Regions from separate parts of the Mus musculus genome. Here regions 1 and 2 are each linked to region 3. Evidence: chromatin contacts called from public HiChIP or PLAC-seq and promoter capture Hi-C data. All regions are on one chromosome and are shown on one strand. Each heading gives the region's core, a stretch centred on a gene start, on an enhancer-like site or on the middle of the called end of the contact. The rest is flanking DNA. Distances are from core to core; before and after follow the strand shown. Region 1 holds the start of Neurl1b (neuralized E3 ubiquitin protein ligase 1B). Region 2 overlaps Gm34455 (a long non-coding RNA gene). Region 3 holds the start of Nkx2-5 (NK2 homeobox 5).

Evidence for each region. HiChIP or PLAC-seq counts read pairs in DNA pulled down with a chosen protein or histone mark. Capture Hi-C pulls out chosen DNA fragments and counts their contacts.
Region 1: a promoter capture Hi-C map of adipose tissue shows a contact between it and region 3. The contact joins the promoter of Neurl1b here to the promoter of Nkx2-5 in region 3. A contact is called at or near these places in 5 of 39 promoter capture datasets (HPC-7-derived erythroid cells, embryonic stem cells, hippocampal neurons and 2 more), 2 of 484 Hi-C or Micro-C datasets (bone marrow-derived macrophages and embryonic stem cells), 3 of 115 datasets of contacts at active chromatin or transcription factors (bone marrow-derived macrophages and embryonic stem cells) and 4 of 9 other capture datasets (adipose tissue, embryonic stem cells, liver and 1 more).
Region 2: an H3K27ac HiChIP or PLAC-seq map of heart atrium shows a contact between it and region 3, with 4 times the contacts expected there. The contact joins the enhancer-like site here to the promoter of Nkx2-5 in region 3. A contact is called at or near these places in 2 of 39 promoter capture datasets (the C10 cell line and pre-B cells), 3 of 115 datasets of contacts at active chromatin or transcription factors (embryonic stem cells, heart atrium and stem cell-derived neural progenitor cells) and 2 of 9 other capture datasets (embryonic stem cells and pancreatic islet).

Annotation. Positions count from the first base shown.
Region 1 is chr17:26,413,605-26,416,311 of GRCm38.p6, reverse strand. It overlaps Neurl1b (neuralized E3 ubiquitin protein ligase 1B), which reads right to left and starts at 1,453. Exons shown (of 5, transcript NM_001081656.3): 1 at 1,317-1,453. The coding sequence starts at 1,347.
Region 2 is chr17:26,478,169-26,481,167 of GRCm38.p6, reverse strand. All of the region lies in intron 1 of Gm34455 (a long non-coding RNA gene), which reads left to right. Among named protein-coding and RNA genes, the nearest start is that of Gm34455, 25 kb to the left of the region's middle. Within about 2 kb of position 1,302, at least 32 of the 459 cell types and tissues checked have an H3K27ac peak or open chromatin away from gene starts, as enhancers often do. A contact at or near this core is called in heart atrium, where this site is marked.
Region 3 is chr17:26,840,145-26,843,047 of GRCm38.p6, reverse strand. It overlaps Nkx2-5 (NK2 homeobox 5), which reads left to right and starts at 1,483. Exons shown (of 2, transcript NM_008700.2): 1 at 1,483-2,023. The coding sequence starts at 1,693.

The DNA.
Region 1 (2,707 bases), core at 204-2,703, 430 kb after region 3:
AGTATGTACTGTGTCTCCGTCATGGGCTTCTGTGACTGCCATCTCTGATGTGACCTCAGGTCCCTCCAGATCGGTGGCTGGGTCTCTTCAGCCTAGCAAGAAGCGGTTATCACTCTGTCTAGTACAGACCCAGGTTCCAAAGCCACCTCTGAAGCTGACCAGCCTGTGACTCCACCTGGCTGACCTTAGGAATGATCCAGTAAAAGCCACCCAGGGGCTTGTTAGTAGAAGGGGCTGTCTGTCTCCCCAGTGGTCCTTAGGTCTCAGGTTGGTCCAATCCCTTCCAGGGGAAGAGACAACTCTATTAGGATAACTGCCGGAGGAAGGGCTGTGGGGGTGTCAGAACAGAGATGGGGTGTCAGCTGGGCTGTGCTAAATCTGACCTACAGCCAACTTGCTTCTTCTCTGAACTACCCTCCCCCAACACACACACACACACACACACACACACACACAGAGAGAGAGAGAGAGAGAGAGAGAGAGAGAGAGAGAGAGAGAGAGAGAGAGAGCCTCTGCTTAAGGATGCTGCGAATGCCGAATGCCCAGTTTTATGCCCAAACACTTCTGAAGACTTGGGACACAGTGGGGGTGAGGGGCGGGGCAGACAGGCTGACAGGGCCCATGCAGTCTCCCACCACTGCCTGTCACCGGGTCATTTCTCCTGTACTGAGGTTAAACTTCTTGTGTAAAATCGGGGTGTCTTTTCTTAGGAGGACGATTCTTTGCAGACAGGCAGTGACAGCCTCGGCGCGCTGACATGTTCCACCATCACTAGGTATTTTCAGCGAGGCGTGGCGTCCCCCGGCCTCCGCACGCCCGCCCCACGCCCCTCGCCCACCGCCTTTCTCGGGTCTAGGAAATTCTAGGGCGCTTTTAACTAGGGGGCGATGCGCCCCACAGCAATGGCTCAGATGGGGCTGGGAGGGCCCCCAACAGAACGGACACCCGAACGGGGCGCAGCCGGGCGCGCGTGGGAACGCCGCCAAGAACTAGCACGTGTGCCGGGGGCGCCTGTGGACTGTACGCGGAGACCCGGGACACCCGCGCCCTGCAACCCCCCTGAAGGGTTCCGGCCGGGGGAAGCCCCGATACCTCCCTCCGGCTCGCTCATTAGCGACCTCCGGCTGGAACAAAGGCGTGGGGCGCACGGCCAAGGCCAGGAAAACCAGGAGGGGTCCGCACATCCCTGCAGGGGTGCGGCTCCGGGGCTCGGGCTCCGGCAACCAGGCTCTGGCTTGCACCCGGGCTCCGCGGCTGCGACGACCCGGGGAGGACCAGGCGCTCCGCGCCACTTCGGGGCGCGGCTCCGGGCGTACCTGGCAGGGTCCGGTGCACCGTGTTGCCCATCGCTACTCCGAGACTCGCGGCGCGGGGCTAGCTGGGCGGGCCGGGGGCCGCGGCCGGGCTGCGGGGCATTGCCGCTGCACCGGCGACCGGCGGGCGGCAGATGGGCGGCGCGGGCGGCGGCGGGAGGAGGCGGAGCCACCGGCCCGGGCGCGCCCGCCCCGCCCCCGCGCCCGCCACCAACCGTGCTTGGGCGGGGCTGGGGCCGCCGCCGCGTCTTTTGAAAGTTTGCACCGGTAGCGCGCTGGAGAGGCGGGGCTGGCCTCCTGCCCTCGTCGTTCCCGCGCGCACCGACCTTGCTCTTTTTGCCAATCGGGATGGGTCGCCGGGTGCCGAGTCCTTGTCCAGGCATTCGGCCACTTTGGGTGGTGCCTCGACTCAGGGACGACGCGCACACATGCAGGTCACGCCAGACAGTGTCAAGGGCTCCATGACAGTCCATCCAGGGTGAGATGGGGGTGGGGGGTAGGGATGGGGAACTTCTCCATCCCCTAGGCCGCATACCTAGGAGGAGAGACTTCAGTATGTAGTGGTTGTTTAGGGGGGGGGGCGGGACCCAGACTTGAGCTCACTGTGCCTTCTTCATTAAAGTACTGCCCACACCCTATGTACCAGGCCCTCTGCTGAGCCCCAGACGCAGTCCCTGCTCTCAAGGAAGAGAAAATTAGCAATCAAGATCACATAGTGGTCAAAACCAACAATAACATTGAAGTGTCAGATAGGGCCGGCTGAGGGTTTTTGAGAGAACGAGGTGGCATGTGAGGTGGGTAGTGTTGCCAGGAGGTACGAGGCGGCGGCGTTGGGGGGGGGGAGGGGGCTGAGAGGGGGAGGTGCATCCACTCCCACCGCATAAATCTTTTCTCAGAACCTTCCAGCCTTGGCTACTCTTCTATAAAAGGCCAGCTAGCCCATGCCACCCCTAGTCCAATTCACAGACTAACACACCAAGGTGGGGGAGGTGTAATGACTCTGTGAGGAGACCCAGTCCCTAACCATTACTTTCAGACTCCCATACTCAGTACTCTCGTCAGTTTAGGAAGCAGGGTTATTACCTCCACAGCACAGACAGGGTAAACCGAGGGTCAGTGGGTAGACGAGATGTCCAAACCTATCTCCCAGTGGCTGAGGGCAAGCTCCCTCTGAAACGGAGTAAAAAGAGGTGCTCAGAGGACCGCCTCCTGCCTTGGTTTCTCGTTGTCCTCAGACTCTCCTCTGTTGTTCCCCAGGAAGCCATGGCCAGACCTATTCTGTACTGAGTTTCTAATTCTCAATTACAAGTGCTCTCAGTTATTTAAAATTTCACCCCAAACTCTGGTGGGCAAAGGTACTTTAGCTGGGTAGGCCTTCACTCTGTATGACCCTG
Region 2 (2,999 bases), core at 53-2,552, 360 kb after region 3:
CCCAGGGCCAGGTACTTCCTCTTCCAGGTCGTTACCCAGAGATCAGTGCGGCCTGCCCCACAGCTTCCTCTTCACCCTAAGTCTCCTCTTTAGCCCCATTTCTCCTTAGTTTCACCTTAGCATGCTTCCTGACACCTGACATAATTTTATAACTTGTTTGTAAAATATGTAAACCAATTATATATAAAGTGTGAGTTACTGCCCTTCCTTATACATTGTAAGCCATGAGAGAAGGAAGGAGGGAGGGAAAGGAAGGGAGTCATGGAAGGAGAAAATCAAGAATGGAAGAAGAGGGGAGGGAGAGAGGGAAATGGAGAGATTTGGCTAGGTGGGAACTGAAGATAGGCCATCCTGGGCTACTGAAGATAGGCCACCCTGGGCTACTGAAGTTAGGCCATCCTGGGCTACTGAAGATAGACCATCCTGAGCTCCAGGCCCTTTGGTTGCCAGAGATGATTTTCTAGGCATTAGGCCATTTGGAGACTTCTATCTGTCTGCCCTTGAGGAATAGAGTCTCTGGGACAGATGTGTGGAGCCTTTTGTGGTCAATGGAGGTCAAAGCCCCTTCCTTCACTGGACAGTTCCCCTGGATCTGCAGTGCTGTTCCCTTCTGAAGGATGCAGAGGGAAGGGTGCTTTCCAGAATGGGCCCTTCTAATGGGTTGTTGGGACAAGACTGCTGAGAACTTGGACCCAGAGGGAAAACAGACCCTCTTCCTGACACAGCCTTTGAGGCATGGGATTGCCAGGAACAGGACCCTGGCCTTGTTCTGACAACCCTTTCCTGTCATCAGGCACTCTAGTCTCCTGTGGGGACAGAGAATGAAGGCAGGCTGTTCCTAGCAGGGATGAGGAGCACCTGTCTGTCCCATGGATTCAGGGCCTGTTTGATTCACTCAATGCAGCTCACAGGGGACAGAACCCGAGGTCCTTGGTCCCCAGGCTCCTAGCTGAGGTAGCCCTTACTGCCATAGACAGCCTGGGTACCTAACCCTGCTCCCTGCTCCTGCTCCCCACCACTGCTCCTCACCACTGTGTGTTCCTTCCTTGGTGCCAGTTCTCACAGTATAGTCCACACCACCACCAAGGGCCGTACTCAAGCCCAACTGATTCAGGAGCTCTAAAGTGAGCCTGGTGTTCTGTGTTCAATCTTGGGTATTCTCAATACTTCCGGGATGAAGTTGGAGGGTCCTGACAGGCTTTGTGGGCCTTCCCCTTTGGCCCTGTGTGTTGTGAGCTATCAGCCAGTTTCCCCATCAGACACAGCTGTGATGCATGCCTTGGGTCTGTTGTCTAGCACTCCTCCAGGCAAGCAGCCAGGGCAGATGGTGCAGAATGCTCTGACGGTCAGAGGCTCAAAGGCTGGCCTCTGGCTGTGTGAACCCCAAACCCACCTGTGTTCTCCGGTCTCCAGGGAGGGTGGCCATGCGTCTGGGCAGCTGTGAGGATGGCACGAGATCACCTGTGCAAAGTGCTCACACTGGGTCTTGGCAAACTCCTGGGGACAGGGCTTCAGAAGTCTGAGTTTCTCCGATTTTAGAGGAAAACTCATTTCTTACCCATACACAGTGAGGTACTCCCATAAATTAGCGTGCTAATAATTTTATACTGCAATGTATGGACATACAAAAGTAGAAGAAACAGGCTACCCACACAAGCCTCTTAAACTTCACCCAGAGGGGATGGGGAGCTATGGAGGACCCTAAGGCAGGGGCATGGCATGGTTTGGTGGATGTTGTATAATGATGTCCAGATCCACGCATACTTCAGAATCCCTTGGGAGGCTGGTTAAACATATGCTGCCCCCTAACTCCATGATTGCTTGTACCCCACTCAACATGGTAAAGGAGGTGTGGTCACAACCTCACTTTACAGGGACAGACTAGCTGGTGCTCAAAGAGACAGGACCTCACTGCTAGTGAGCGGCCCGGCCAGTGGCCTGACTAAGGTCCTAGGGTGAAATCAGTGAGGAGCCTTTAGGTTGTTCGGGAAGTAGTGGGAGAAGATCTGTGGTTGAGACACCCAGCCGTTTGTTGGGCTTAGCAGGGACTGTGGCCGAGGCAAGAGCACTGGCCTCAGTTTCCCCAGCAGTGAATCCAGACTATCCATTGCAGTGAATGAGAGCAGAGGCTGTGTGCTAGAGGGTGCAGGGGGAGCTGGCTGGCTTGACTCTAGTCTGGGACTGTCATGTGGTGCCCCAGAATTTCCCTGCCCCACCCCCAGCCCACACCCTGGCATGTCTGGGCCTGGGCTCCGGGAAGAAGAGCAATCTTCCAGTTTGTGTTGCCCAAATATTGTGCAGGCCTGTTGATGTCTCTCCATGGCAACAGCGTTCCAAGCTGGATGGGGGCGAGGGAGCAGATCTGTGTTAGACATCCCGAGGTACTGTCACCATCCCTGAGATACTGAGGAAAGAGTCTGACCTAGTGAAGCCTACAGCACCAAGTCAAAGGAGGTGGCCAGGTCACAGTGTGGCAGTGGGGGAGGGAGAGGCACTCCTGGAGTGAGGGATCCTGAACACTGCTGCTGTCCTGTTCTCAGGGCCTACTGGAGCAGTTGAGACTCAGACTCGAAGGCTGTGTATTCTGCTCCAGTCCCTAGCATGTCTGGCTTTGAGCTGGGAGCCTGTCTGACTAGGGTCCTTATCAGTGGGACAGGGGTGTCAACTCTGGTCTTACAAGGTGACTAGTAGGAGCGCATGGGTCATGTGGAACCAGCCTGGGTCCTGTCACCTCCCCTGACTCTTGCGTGAGCTCGACCAGGGTTGTTCCAGGGCTAGTGGACTGGTGGGTAATGGGTACTGTATAAGTCCAGGGCTGCATGTTCCACAGTCACACCTTCCTCCTGGCCCAGAAACCAGCACCAGGTCAGGCAGAAGATTGGCTGCAGTTCTGGCCACACCATATAAATATTTCTTTTGAAGTTTAGTGAAGTGGTGTGTAGGAGGACAGGCTGGTACTTACGTGGCTGAGGCAGGAGGATGGATTTCTGAGTCCTAGG
Region 3 (2,903 bases), core at 234-2,733:
CCTTCTCCCTTAGTTGAAGACAACCCAAGGCCTTGGGAGTTTGGGTTTGAGGAAAAGCAGGAAGGAACACAAATCAGGCCTTTGCTGGCTTCACTATGGCCCAGATGGTTGCCAGCGCCCAATGGCCCACACTGCCCTGCCAGGAGGGACAGTTCACACTCTGCACTCACAAAAGTTTTGATCTCTGGACTTTGGGTTCATGACTTAAGAGTGACTTGTTTAGCTAACCTTTGACCCTACACTCACACTCCGTTTCTATTCCAAAAGCCTCTCCTCTGGTGGCCAACTCGTCCTTCATATCTGTGTGCCTTCTGACTCACAGATCTGTTCACTCTGGGAATCCTTATATCCGAAAACAGGTGATGGACCCTCACCACATGAATTTTCAAGGGCACATCCCCTTTGCAAATCGGTGTGGTGAGCCCAAGCTCTCCCAGAGGTTAGCCTTACCATATACCTTCGGTGGGGGAGGTTTTGCCTGGAATCGATGTGCCTTCTCTTTTTGAGATTACAGCAGGAAAAAGTCCCACTCTGTTGGGTCTGGGAGGGCCCAAGTGTTCCTTAGATCCAGACAGTTGTCTTAGTACAGAACCTGGGTTCCTTAAACCCTGACAGTTTTCAGACAGAAGCAGCACTGGACTGAAAATGTCCCTCCACCTGCCTGATCTGTCCTCTGCCCCGTGGAGTAGAAGCCCAGGAAGGCCCTGGAGGATCGGGCTAGAAAGGGTCTGGGACTTTTGTGGTGGCCTAGGAGGGTGAAAAATGAAGCAGCTTGGGCTTCAGGAGAATCCAGGCAGACAACCCAGAAGGCAGCTCTCCTCCAGGAAGAGTCAATTCCCCAACAATGCTTCCTTCTCTCTGGAGAGGTGCCTGGCCCCACCGCTTAGTCTGAAGCAGGTGGCCACTCCCACCCCACAATTAGCCACTTCACCTTTCCATTCAGCTCAGAACCCCTTGGGGCCCCTCTGGGTTCCTGGGTTGAATTTGGTCCTGTAGGTCAAATTAACTACCGCTCCCCAATCCAATTCTTAAACTCATGTGTTAAACTCAGTGTTCGTCCCAGAACAACTGTCTTCTCTGTGATTCTCTTTCTATGCAGGCTACTCTTAGGCAGACTTCAGTAAACAATATTGTAGTCATAGTCTTGATCCCTGAAAATAACCCCCCTCTTCTGGCTTTCAATCCATCCTCACCAGCCCATTTAGTGATACAGGACACAGTGCAAAGAATATTTATTCAAATCCTCGACCCACCCCCAACCCTGCGTTTAGACTCAGCATAACAGAATCAGGTATTTTCTTTGAGTGTGTCTGGCTGGGATTTTCAGGCTAACGAGGAGCAATCTCCTTGCAGGAGTGGGAGACTATCCCAAATGTGTCGCGGCCCCTTTAAAAAAAGCTGAGCAGGATTTTTTTTTCCCATCCCTATGTCTATATTAGGTGACGCAGAACTGCCCGTCGCTCCTGTCATCCAGGCCCCTGGCCCAATGGCAGGCTGAATCCCCCCTACTCCAGCCTGCTCCCGCCTCTTCTGCCCCTGGTGCTCCGCGCTACCTGCTGCCGCGCGCCACATCCAGGGCAGAGAGGCGGGTGCGCGGGCGGGCGGCGGGCACCATGCGGGGAGGCTGTCCCCAGGGGTGGGCAGCACCACTCTCTGCTACCCACCTGGCGCTGTGAAACCTGCGTCGCCACCATGTTCCCCAGCCCTGCGCTCACACCCACGCCTTTCTCAGTCAAAGACATCCTGAACCTGGAGCAGCAGCAGCGTAGCCTGGCGTCTGGGGACCTGTCTGCGCGCCTCGAGGCCACCCTGGCCCCTGCCTCCTGCATGCTGGCCGCCTTCAAGCCCGAGGCCTACTCTGGCCCCGAGGCGGCAGCGTCCGGCCTGGCAGAGCTGCGCGCGGAGATGGGCCCCGCGCCTTCGCCCCCCAAGTGCTCTCCTGCTTTCCCAGCCGCCCCCACATTTTACCCGGGAGCCTACGGTGACCCTGACCCAGCCAAAGACCCTCGGGCGGATAAAAAAGGTAAGGAGAACCTCAAGCTCTTCCCTTCTGGAATCGCTTTCATGTCCAAAACCCTGAGCCAAGAAACCCAGGCCTGACAGTAGCTCAGTCCGGGGTGAAGGCTGGGCGCGGGGAGTTTGGAGTATAAGATTCCAGGCTGTCCCGCAGTCAGTCCGAAGTTTAGAGGGAACGCCGAATTTAGAGGGTCAGGAAAAAAGAAGGGAGAGAGAGAGAGGGAGAGAGTGAGAGAGTGAGAGTGAGAGAGAGAGAGAGAGAGAGAGAGAAGATTAAAATGTTGTTTTCGGCCTACAAAACCCCAGTAGGTTAGGGCCTTGTTCTTGGATCTGTTACAAAGTTAAGCTATCTAACAATCCGCGTTAGAACAAATCTTCGTACTGGAGAGTTAAAATCTCTTCCAGATTTGGGGGTACTTTGAGACACTGAGAACTGCTAAACCGAAAGCTTAGCCCCGTGTATCCTGGGCCTTGTGTAGCCCACCCTGCCTTTCTGGGCCTTGCCTCCTTTGTGCCAAAAGAGAGGAGTCTGGGGACCGGGTTGTGATTTTGAGATGCGATGCTGCGGATCCCAGGAGCTGGGGTTGGCTTTGTTTTTCTAGTACAATCTCCAGGCAGGATCAGGCAGAAATTCCTTTCTGGGAACTGTTGGGAAATACGGAACGAATAAAGACACTGAGAAGTGAAGAGCAGGCTTCCGAAGGTGGCCGAATACCAAATATCTCAGAGTAGGGAGAGGGGCTCCTGGCCAGCTCACAGAAGGAGCAGGGAAGTCCCAGGCCCAGATCCTGTGCTGAGTAAAGCCAGAGAGGCCCAATGGTTTCTGCGAGTTAGAGGACGTTCCTAGGTTTTCCCTGGGAGCAGAGAGAAGGTCCAGGAACATTGGA